2 separate regions of the Bombyx mori genome follow, and region 1 is linked to region 2. Evidence: chromatin contacts called from public Hi-C data. All regions are on one chromosome and are shown on one strand. Each heading gives the region's core, a stretch centred on a gene start, on an enhancer-like site or on the middle of the called end of the contact. The rest is flanking DNA. Distances are from core to core; before and after follow the strand shown.

Region 1 (5,796 bases), core at 2,228-4,727, 94 kb after region 2:
AATATTATTTGTCTATGGTGTAGTAGTCTTGGTGAAATCATTTTATAGAAGTATAATAACAACAGAACCATAATAATATTCAGTTTATAATTTAAATTAATTATAGTCGAATTTCGACTACTGGGAGATCACTAGTTACAATTATTATTGTTTCATATACATATCCTACAATCGCAACCAACTATGCTGGATTTGTAACATAATGGTGGGTGACATTTATTATATTATTATTACTAGATGATGACCGAGTTTCGCTCGGTTTTTTTTTGATAACGCCATCTTGTTGTGTCTTTAAAGCGGTTAGTTGCCCTCAATTAAGAAAAATAGTATTATTATTCGCCAATAGATGTCGGGAACAGTTGATTATAGAAAACACGAACAAAACAGCATTTTCTGAAAATAAATCGTAGCTGGATCGATTTATCGCCCCCGAAATCCCCTGTATACTAAATTTTATGAAAATCGTTGGAGCCGTTTCCGAGATTCAGATTATGTTTATGTTAAATATACAAGAATTGCTCGTTTAAAGGTATAAGATACTGGCTGTGGCAATATTAAATTCAGACGATGTTGACAATACTCGTATGTATCATTATCAGATATGAAAATTTACCAAAAGGAAATGTATAACGATGACGTCATTCTACTCCATTTACTGATGTATATTTTTTAATCCTGCTAATTCCGGTCAGGGCCATAGTGATAAAATTGTTGCCTTGTAATCGTTCCATTGGTACATGTGGGAATTTTTGAATTATTTTGACGTTTTGAAGTTGCTCGAAATTACGTTGGAACAATACCGTTACATACATAGATAAAAACACATACGAATCATTACAATTTTTGACTGACGCCGCGTTGACGTAGTTGGCAACCCTGACTGTTGTGCTGAAGGTCGTGGGTTCGATACCCGCATCTTGTCTCTTTGTTTGGGTCTTGATAATCTATATATCGAGGGGTGAAAGACGATTTTGCTTAAGCAACATATTTTCAACTTTACAGAAGAGTAATTTAAATTTGACAATTTGAAAAAAATATAACAACAAAATTCACTTCAAATTCAATTCACAGAGGGCGCTACCTTACAATTATTTACTAATGACAAAATTTTACATATACTTAAGACGTTTAGGATAATTGTATTTTAATTTTGGAAGGTTTCACTTCTACCACGTGTGAATTGCACACCTTTTTTTATTATTAAACTATGTCAAAATTAATACGACAACTAAACAAATATCCGTATTTCGGGTTTATCGATTTAATGTTTTAATTTGAACAGTGCCTTTAGAATCAACTAGAAGTGCATGTTCGTCGATTTTGGTGTTTTTTTTTTTTTTTAATTACGCATTAACGCAATTTCATTCTTTATAAATTTGAATTTTTTTGTTATTTTGGATAATCTTTCGTTTGATTCGTGATACGTTTTCACTTGCAGCACGGGCTTCGGCGATTCTAAACACTAACAATGCATACATACATACTCGTATATACATACATCACTTGCAAACCAAATTTGTTTGAATATAATTTTATAGTTTTCATTTTTTTGAACGATCGTGTAGCCATTTTCGTGAAGTATAAAAAAATATGCAACATTTAAATTTTTTTAAGTAGGTAACTTTACTAGTGGTAGGTAGGACCTCTTGTGAGTCCGCCCGGTTAGGTACGACCTTGCCTATTTCTGCCGTGAAGCAGTAATGCGTTTCGGTTTGAAGGGTGGGGCAGCCGCTGTAACATACTTGAGACCTTAGAACTTATATCTCAAGGTGGGTGGCGCATTTACGTTGTAGATGTCTACGGGCTCCAGTAACCACTTATCACCAGGTGGGCTGTGAGCTCGTCCACCCATCTAAGCAATAATAAAAATGTATCCTGTAATCGGGTTACAATGTAATTTTATTATTTGCGCGTTTTGAATAAAAAAATTTATTGCCCCTTTAGGCAGACGAGCGTACGGCTCATCTGATGGTGAGTGGTTACCGTCGCTCATGGACGTCAGCAATGCCAGGGGCGGAGTCAAGCCGCTTTCTAAATCTAATCCATAATAATCACCAAATTTTGATCTGTCTCGATTATTTTAGTATAAGTATTAAGATAAAATGTTGCACTATGTTCTGACAGAGGTGGCACGCTTAGATCAAGTTAATCTGCCGTGCGTCAATTGTGTTCGAAGGTGGTTAACGCGAAACCACGAATTAATTCATTGTCCCAAAGACTAATTTTTTTATTATTAGTATATAATAATATCGCACTTAAAGGATTGAAGTGGCTAAAGTTAACATTTTAAGAAAATGAGTCTTATACTTTGAACGACTTATAAACATTGTATTCTATCAGTTTATAAAACAAAATTTAAATTTTTGCTCGAAAAAGACAAAGTACACTTTCCATCACTTTTAAATGAAGCGCATACTTTAAACTTTAAGGTGTACGCTTTAAGGCTTAAAGTATTAAAATCAAAATTGAAAAATTACAATTCTTATTTTTGGCGTTTACAAAAAAAAAAAAAACAAGTATTTTAGATTAAGCCACTTCAATTCTAAAGGTATACAAATATATATTGATTGATTATTTTATAAATATCTCTTCACGGAAATGACTGCACGTTTCGATAATCATAGAGGCATCATTCATTAGGCGTTCTTCATTTAACAAACTAACAGATTTGGATCACAACGGATCGGTAACACATTGTGTGGTGCTGCCGGCATCGGCGTAGACAATTCCGCGCACGTAGCCATCGACGGGCAAACACAAACTTATCCGAGCAGTTGAGTGGTGAAATTCGATGCGCCGATATACCGGTGGCGTTTGAGAACTGCCAAAGCTTCACGACTGGTTTTCTTTTAATAAAATAAAGACTTAACCTAAATTCATGCGGCTTATAACCGAATAACGCTTGCTTCGTTGGCCGTAATAAAGTAAACTCTCAATTGCCTGCGTAAGTTTGGACGTTCGTAACTAATGTAATCTCTGACAGGGGGATGTAAACAGTACGAACTCGGAAGTGACGTCAGCCGAAGAAACCCCGTTCGCCACGCCCGATAGGTCGCCGGAATTGAGGAGAAACGAAAACGAACCAGAGCCAAGGATAGCGACTAACATTAGTGTAACCGACTGTGATAATATTGATAGTAGTTTAAGCAATAATGATACAAGAGAAGACGACGACGTTGTCTGCGCTAATGAGATTAGCAGGGACGAAGCTGTCAATGAGACGGTCAATACGGAAGCCGATGAGACAGAAAGAGACGGAAACAACACAAACGCTCAAGACGACGCAGACGATAACGATCAGGCTAGTCAAGACACCGTCGACAATGGAAACGTTCTACAGCAAACCGAGAACAATGGAAACGATCTTAACGATGAAACAACGAACGAAGCGCGCAGCGAACAACCAGTTATAGAAGACACGTTGACGTTCGACGAGAACCACTTTAGTACGCCGACAGGCGGGGTCTCTCCGGAGAGGTCGCCGCGGACACGACGCCGGAGGACCACGACCAGCTCGATGGAGGACTCGGAGGTAAGGAAACGGATGGACGGGGCAGCGGGGTGTGACGAGCCCATCAAACGGCTAATAGTTACTAAAGCAATAAAATTGATTTTAGAACAAAATTATAAATGATTATGAAAGTATCCTCCCCGTCACATTCCGCCCTCCTCCACTACCATCCCGCGTGTAATGTTGTCGATGAGGAGTGATACGACGCTGCCGCGGTATCTATACGTGCTTAGGTCGCCAAATCGACTGGACACAGGCACTTATACTTATAGTTGTGACGTCATTACACTAACACTCCCGACTTGTGGCTGTATTCAATTGAATATCGAATTCGTTTACATCATTACGATTTGAATACGGTTCCGAAAAGCTCTGTCTTTTTCGTTCTAGTCGTTCTCCTATTAGAATGAAAGAGACGACAATATTTCCGTATTAACAAATTCACGTAATGGCTTACATTTATTTCATTATTAAAAAATCATGCGTTTCGCTTGTGCTTTCCGCTTTTTTCTAATCGTAGCTTGCTTTTTAATATGTAGTTAGTTGGTGTTGTGGTAAATGTTACCAAAATAATAGGTTAAAAAAATTATCGAATCGATTTGTAAACAAAAAAATCGATTAGATTGATTATCGATAATCGTGTATTATGATGTAGTTGAAACTTTACCTATATAACTGTACTAAGTATCTTACGATAAATTAATTTAAAAATATGCTTTCGTTAAGGGGTTAAATATTTTATAGGAGAAGCTAAATAATGTTCATATTATAAATATACATATGTACACCACATTCCATGCATATGAGATTACACACTGCGCAAAATGTATGAGGGATGTAGTGCCAAATATAATCTAGGGTTGTCTGATCAGCGCTGCATGTTTTTTAGTGCACACATTTACGACACTGTTAAATTTGTCGCCCTGGAGCTTCCTGATTCGATCTTATTAATTCAAATGACAATTATATAAACTTAAAAAAAAATACATTAAAAAAAAGATTTGGGTATTATTCTCTCACGATTTGGCACTGCATATTAAGCTTCGGGTAGCCCTATGGTTATTTTTTCTAATTGACCTAAAATGTTTTGTTAAATAGGACGAGACCGATGGCTCCACCGAAAGCACGAGGAGTAGCGCCAGCAGCAGCCAGAGTCAGAACTTGCCCAGCAGTGAAGGTAACACTTGAACTGATCAGGAGATTTTATATTAAGATACCACAAAACCCGGAGAAGTGCAGAAGGAAATTGAAAAACTAATCTGTGTACTTCGTATTTATGTGTCCACGTTCGGTCGCGCTAGGGCTGTCAACTTCGACTTATGCAAAAATGTGTAATGTGAAAAATAAGAACTATGGTGGTGACCCTAGTATCTAAATGTTTGATTGATTGACAATGAAACAGGAAGGCGAGAAAAAAAGAATCTGAATCTAATGAAGCTTAATATTATTTAAACTATTACAAAAAAATTTAAACTGTCGAAAATAACCTTATCTTACTTACAAATAGAAACTAATTTAGTGAAATTTTCGTAACTTGTCATTAGACGTTTAATTGTCAGCTCGCATTTTTAGGTACCATAATCTTGCCTATTTTTGCCGCGAAGTAGAGAAAAATGAGTTGATACACACAACGAGGACAAAAATTTAATGTCCAATTACTTTCTTTCCATTTGAAAGGCTTACCTCCTGGTTGGAGTATGCAGAGAGCGCCCAACGGCAGGATATTCTTCATTGACCACAACAAGAAGACCACCACGTGGATAGATCCCAGAACCGGTACGATTATATAAATACATGGAGATAGACTTTAAAATAATTTCTTTTTTTGCAATCTCTACACTATACAGGGTGTGTTTTTATGTGTGGATGCGGAGAGACTCGGCTAACTACGAAATAATAACGCATCCTGTGATTGATAACGTTGCTAATAATTTCCGGGAAAATTTTTAAGGACCTTAATTTTGTTTTAAAAAGCATTTTATGAATTTTTGTTTATTTGTAGGTGGTATAGTCGATAATTGTAAATAGACATGCTTTAACAAAAACTGACTTCAAATAGAAAAAAAAAACAGATATTCCAAAACAAATTAATATACACTAAAAACAATAATCATCGAAATCGGTTGGCGTGATATTGAATTATTGAGTTATTCATCTATTTGTCGCGCACGTACTTCATGCAAATTTATGACTTATATTGTTTTCTCATGGATGCCATTATCAGAACTGGACAAAATTGGGAAAAATGGGACCACAAAGGAAGCGTCAGCTTTCTAACAAAAAAA
Region 2 (5,907 bases), core at 2,110-4,609:
AAAAAAAAAAGATGGACTTCGACTTTTTTTTATATTTAAGACTAGCGACCCGCCCTCGCTTCGCTTCGGAAACGTTAAATTTTATTATGGATTGATTGGCGAAGCCCGCCATGTTGCGCGCGGTACGACAATAACTGCGGGTGACGCCGCGGGGCGAAGCTAGTCTAAAAAAATAGCCTAAGTTACTCCTTATATCATCAGCTACCTATCAGTGAAAGTCTCGTCAAAATCGGTCCAGCCATTCCAGAGATTAGCCGGAACACCAGACAGATAAAAATTGTAAAAAAAAATATTTTGGTGAATGTATCGCAATATATATTCATATTATTATGCATGTAGTAAAAAGTGGTTATTTCAATATCAAAAACAGACACTCCAATTTTATTTATATGTATAGATTACTTACGTGTAATCAGGATGCGTACAAAGAGAATGCATCTGAGCCAGCACATCATCTTCGGCACCTTTGTTCTTCTCCAGTACTGTTATAAATGGATGCTTTGGTGATTTGAGATTGAACTGACATTTGTAGCCATCGAGACGCGACTTCAGATCGAGAATGAGAAGACCTGCCATTGTCGAGATTATCGCGGAGTAATTACTGAAAACAGAATGTTTGATTATAAGCAGTAAGCTATTCATCACTTAATTATTTTACTTTAGTAGATTAGGTTCAAAAGCAATTTGCATTTGATGGCCACCATTATTGCACATTTAAATGCTAAATGAGTTATTCTATATAGATTAATGAGTGCAGCAGCAGATATTATTACGGATGAAATCATAGGCTTTGATCGTTTGCTGCAAAAAGACATTATCATACTAAAGTTAATATACATATGTATACATAATAATTATTTATTTAAAAAAAGAACAGAAACCGCAGGGCAAGAATTATCACTATTCTGGATGTGGATCTGGGGACACACTATATCGATATATAAAATGTATCATTTACTCTAAGACGAGTGATGACCATTTCTCAAGGACTTCAGCAATCTAGCACGGCCAAGCCTCTGTTTTATTTATTTATTTATTTTTATCTGTCTACTCTACTACTTATTCGATTTTGGATGTTAACTCTAACACAATGAATCCCCGAACAATATAAACTCAGAATAGTTGCCGGTCCACTCAGAAAATACTCCATCCGTCATAGTCAACCATAATAATAAAACATATCTTTCACTGGTGGTGGACCTCTTGTGAGTCCGCACGGGAAGGTATCATCGCCCTGCCTATTTCTGCCGTGATAATGTGTTTCGGTTTGAAGGGTGGGGCAGCCGTTGTAACTATTCTGAGATCTTAGAACTTATATCTCAAGGTGGGTGGCGCATAAGGCCATACACAATACGGCCATACACAATTACGTTGTAGATGTCTATAGGCTCCAGTAACCACTTAACACCAGGTGGGCTGTGAGTTCATCTACCCATCTAAGCAATAAAAAACATTCTCCAATCCTCACTCAAACAACAATAAATGACAGTCATATCACTGTGTGACTGAGATGATGCTGTAAGCAAATATGAGGTACATTATGGGAATGAATATCTGAACAGCTTGTGCCACAATCGACAGTCCTAAATTTGTAGTTTCCAATTTTTACAAGCGAATGATATTACTATTACAATATGCAGTAACTTATGTATGTATGTGTATATATATATATATATATATATATAAGTAGAAGTAATTTGCACAAAAGCAATACATTGATGCTGTTGTTTAGAAATATTTTTACAATGTAATTAAAGCTACTTTTATGGTGGAACCTAATGTTTACAATTTTCATTTTATTATCTCCGAGTTTTCCAATACTTTACAATTTTCACACAGTTTTTTCACAGTCAAGAATGGGGTTTTCACAACAATGCAAATTACAAAAGTTAAAGTAGCATTAATTATATGACTCGAAAAATCAAAGATAGCAAAATTTTTTGATAATGTTTATATTATGAAGCAAGTTCTTTGACACCGAAAAGTATACATTATTTAAAGTTACATGTACAAAAGTGGTGATAATGTTTCTGTTTACTTTGGATTACAAGATTAATCAAATCAATGATTATAATGCACTCTGTATGCAGACTTCCTAAAGGGTCTGCTGAATGATTAATGTGGTCCACAGAAGGTAGCTGTTTACTTTGAGACAAAAAGGCAAGGGATTAAAAATGTGCTGATCAATTTCCCTTACACCAGTAAGTTCAAATTTCCTAGCTAAAGCTCACACACATTATTTACTTTGCACATTTAGAATGGTTTATGAGTGTTTGGTATAAATGTTAATAAAATCAATGAAGTCGAATGAAAAGTTTGCTTTTAGGCAAGATCAAGTTACATACCAACTTATTCTATTTGTGGATGAGGCCATTTTGAAAATAAAACAACAATTAGTTATTACTTGTATACCTGATTTTATATAATACATTATACTAATGATACGTAATTAAATTGAAATAGCTTTGAAAACAATATAAATTAATATTTAAACATTTATTTTGATAAAGTATTTTTAATTCTTATCAATTTATAGTCTTTATTTTGATTCTTGAAAAGCTACTTAGTTATATTTTTTGTTTTAATTATAAATACTAGTACTCCTAATACATATTTGTTTATACTACATCAAAATTAATAAGACAAAATTGAGTATAACCTCACTGCAATGAAGTAGCTGAGATACTACAAAAATATCAACATACAATTTATTTATACTAAGTTTAGTTTTAAATGTACCATATGGAAACTTAATGAGAATTCGTGTACTTACTGCGCAGTCGGTATGAGTGTTACTACAGTGGACATTGTGTGCGGTATTTCCAAAACACCGAGTTCCACCAACGCTAGGAGTCCTTGACAGGCTGTCAGGCTCACAACAGGATCTTTGGACGAACATTTCTTCCTCAAAAACTTCAATTCCTCGTTTTCCAAAACGAATCTCTGTCGTTCTTCACGTTTGAATTTTGATTTTATCAATGTTATCAACTTTTCTACTGCGTTGACTATTAAGACACTGTTGTTAGTTTTCAATTTGTATTCGATTTCGTCCATTTTTATGTTTTCTGTGTAAAATTTGTAAGCCGGTAATTTATAGGCTATTGCAGATACAGATTTTTTTAAGTTAATTTCTAACCTAAGTCCTAAATCAAACAGCTGTTTAATGTTGTCATTTTTTGTTCATCTTGTTCACTTGAACAGGAAAAGGGCACATTGCTCGTACAGCCAAATCTTGAAATAAAAAAAATAAAAAATTAACCTTCTTTACAAAAACAATTGGATATTTATGCTACGTATGATGTATTAGCACGAGAACGATCTCATAGCTCGCCTGATTTAAAGCACCACATCCATGGCCCATAGACATCCCAAAATAAATTCCGCCACATACCTTGAGACACAAGATCAAAGTTTCATTTGTATGGTTTAACGGTTGTATCTCGGAACGTATACTGCTAGGCAGTAGAACTACAATAGGTGAATATACCTGCCCAGGGCTAACAATACGTCCTACTACAAGAAAATGTCGTTTGGAGATCGCAATAGGACGGTATACTCAAGGAACGCTGCTTGCCACTCCACGGTGAATGACTTCGTCGACTTTTGTGACACTGATGAGTAGAGATATTGTAGTGGATTCTGATTCTAAGCTGACATCGCATCCTCTGCCTCAATTAGAACAATCAACGAGCAAAATTCTAAGCTGTCAAATGTCAAACTATTATTATTTGTTTGAAACACTGAATGAATGAAAAGATTTACCTCAATTTGATTCATTAATTAAACTTGATAACTCTTTTAAAATACTTAAGTACAGAGTAAATCTACTTTATAAGCTATTTAAAATAAGTCGTGACTGATTATATATAATGTCGACGCCTCCAAGAGAAACAATACAGAAACAAATCCAGCAGGATTGGGCCAACAGAGAATACATAGAAGTGATCACAGGCAGCATAAAAAAAATTACAGACTTCCTCAATTCGTTCGGTAAGTGTATCAATATCAGCAGCTACAGGAGGTTCTTAAACAAGAAACATTTTAATTTCAAATTCAGAACACTATTAATTTTTCATAGGATAAGGTACTCGCCTTTCAAAACACAAGGAATGGAAAAATCTCAGTCGTCAGTGAAAAATGTAGTTTTCGAAACGATGGTAATAATAAAATAACAATAAAAATGGGAGATTAAACTGTAAATATATTTTCAATTAAACATACAACAAAAAAGTAGTCTACAACTACTGTTGTCTACAACTATTGTTGTCTACGACTATTGTTGTCTACAACTATTGTTGTCTACAACTATTGTTGTCTACAACTATTGTTGTCTACAACTTGCAGAACCCATAGAAAATATTCTGTTAAAACAGGTCAAAAAATGTAAGTCTTTATAAATGTGAAATTATCATAATATCATCAAATTTTCAGACATGTCCTGTAGATCTCGCCTTGCCACTTTGAATGAAAAATTAACATCATTAGAGAGGAAGATTGATTATTTGGAAGCTTGTGTAAGTAGTTACATATCGACGCTTGAAAGGCAAACGTGACTAAGCGACAATGCGTAAACTTTACAGTAGACTAATTTAAAGTTGAAATACCTGAAAACAAAATTTATTTTAATGAATCTATCTGTAGTAGAATCTAGCTAGTAGCTGTAAGATTGAAATGATTTTAATAGACATAGAAATATATTTTTTCTGTGCATCAAATATGGTTATTGCCTATCATTTATGTACAAAGCAGTTATTGTTGCTTAGTCACATTTGCCTTTCAAGCGTCGATATGATCAAATAGTTGTCAAATGCGCATCTGACATCATACGCATTACATCATAAATCTTCTAGATGAAGCTTGTATTTTTTTGCCTTTTTAGACAAATGAGGAAACACCACACCTGATGATGAGTGGTTATTGTTGCCCAACAATTTCTGCACTGCCAGAAGCAGTCTTGCTGCTGCAAATTACAGCAAAAAAAAAGTTCCTAACTAACTAATAAATTAATAAATAAAAAATCCTATTGAAATTATTCCAAAAAAGCACTCACTAAGTTTGGATGTGATTTTTTCAAACATCATTCAATAATGAAGTGAAACTTAAAATTCATAATTTTTTTATGAAATATGTACACATTTCTCTCATAAAGCAATTGTGTATTCTTGTTTCAAGAGTAAGATAAATACTTTCCAATTATTATGAGTTTAAAATTGACCTTCTGCATCAATTTGGATAGCACTATTTTGATGTCCATGGGTTTTTTTAAGTCCCTAGTAGCAGTTTGACTATAAACAAATCCAGTAATCTAGTAATTACCATATAAATTGTTTTTATTTTCAGGTAACTAAAGGTGAAACCTTAACATGAAGTAATCTTTGATAAATTCCATATAATTATAAGCGTTAGACATAAGTTCAATAATGTAGCAATCACTGAACAATCTCTACTCTCCAGTATAACAAAACTGCAATAAAATTTGGATATTAAAAGTACATATTATATATCGAACTACTTTGAAGCAATGTTAAAAAATATGTTATTATTAAGACCTGATATAGGTAAGGTGTGTTTAAATTATTGAAGCCACTGCTTTAGGCATGATGAGATTAGTATTAGGAGGCACTCTGTGGCAAGAATGAATAAAAATAGAATTTCTCTCGCTTTCTCCTCTGCTATCTATTTATTTCTTTTATGTTCCATTTCTGTTACTTTCAATGAGCTACACAAGAATATCTTTATTTATACATGTCTAAATTTTATATCTTTAAGTTCACTAAACTGAATCACACAAGAATGTGTTTATACACGTTTTGTATATGTATAAATTTTATATATTAAAGTTTACCAAAATCAGCACATTCCATTTGCAAAATTAGCTTTGTTGCTGATTCTTTCACCAAGAAAACA

What was found. Hi-C and Micro-C count contacts between places; a contact is called where the count stands out from the background.
Region 1: a Hi-C map of whole pupa shows a contact between it and region 2, with 5 times the contacts expected there. The contact joins the enhancer-like site here to the promoter of LOC101738392 in region 2. A contact is called at or near these places in 2 of 7 Hi-C or Micro-C datasets (middle silk gland and whole pupa).

Annotation. Positions count from the first base shown.
Region 1 is chr19:1,977,839-1,983,634 of ASM3026992v2, forward strand. LOC101740542 (E3 ubiquitin-protein ligase Nedd-4) reads left to right here. Exons shown (of 19, transcript XM_062673870.1): 9 at 4,610-4,688; 10 at 5,189-5,287. All of the region lies in intron 1 of LOC134200636 (a long non-coding RNA gene), which reads left to right. Among protein-coding and RNA genes, the nearest start is that of LOC101740410, 19 kb to the right of the region's middle. Within about 2 kb of position 3,478, at least 4 of the 8 cell types and tissues checked have open chromatin away from gene starts, as enhancers often do.
Region 2 is chr19:1,883,551-1,889,457 of ASM3026992v2, forward strand. LOC101738392 (probable protein BRICK1-B) reads left to right here and starts at 3,360. Exons shown (of 3, transcript XM_004926938.4): 1 at 3,360-3,990; 2 at 4,432-4,514; 3 at 5,341-5,907. The coding sequence starts at 3,870. The coding sequence ends at 5,367. It overlaps LOC101740679 (focadhesin), which reads right to left and starts at 3,226. Exons shown (of 19, transcript XM_038017504.2): 1 at 2,774-3,226; 2 at 407-601. The coding sequence starts at 3,054.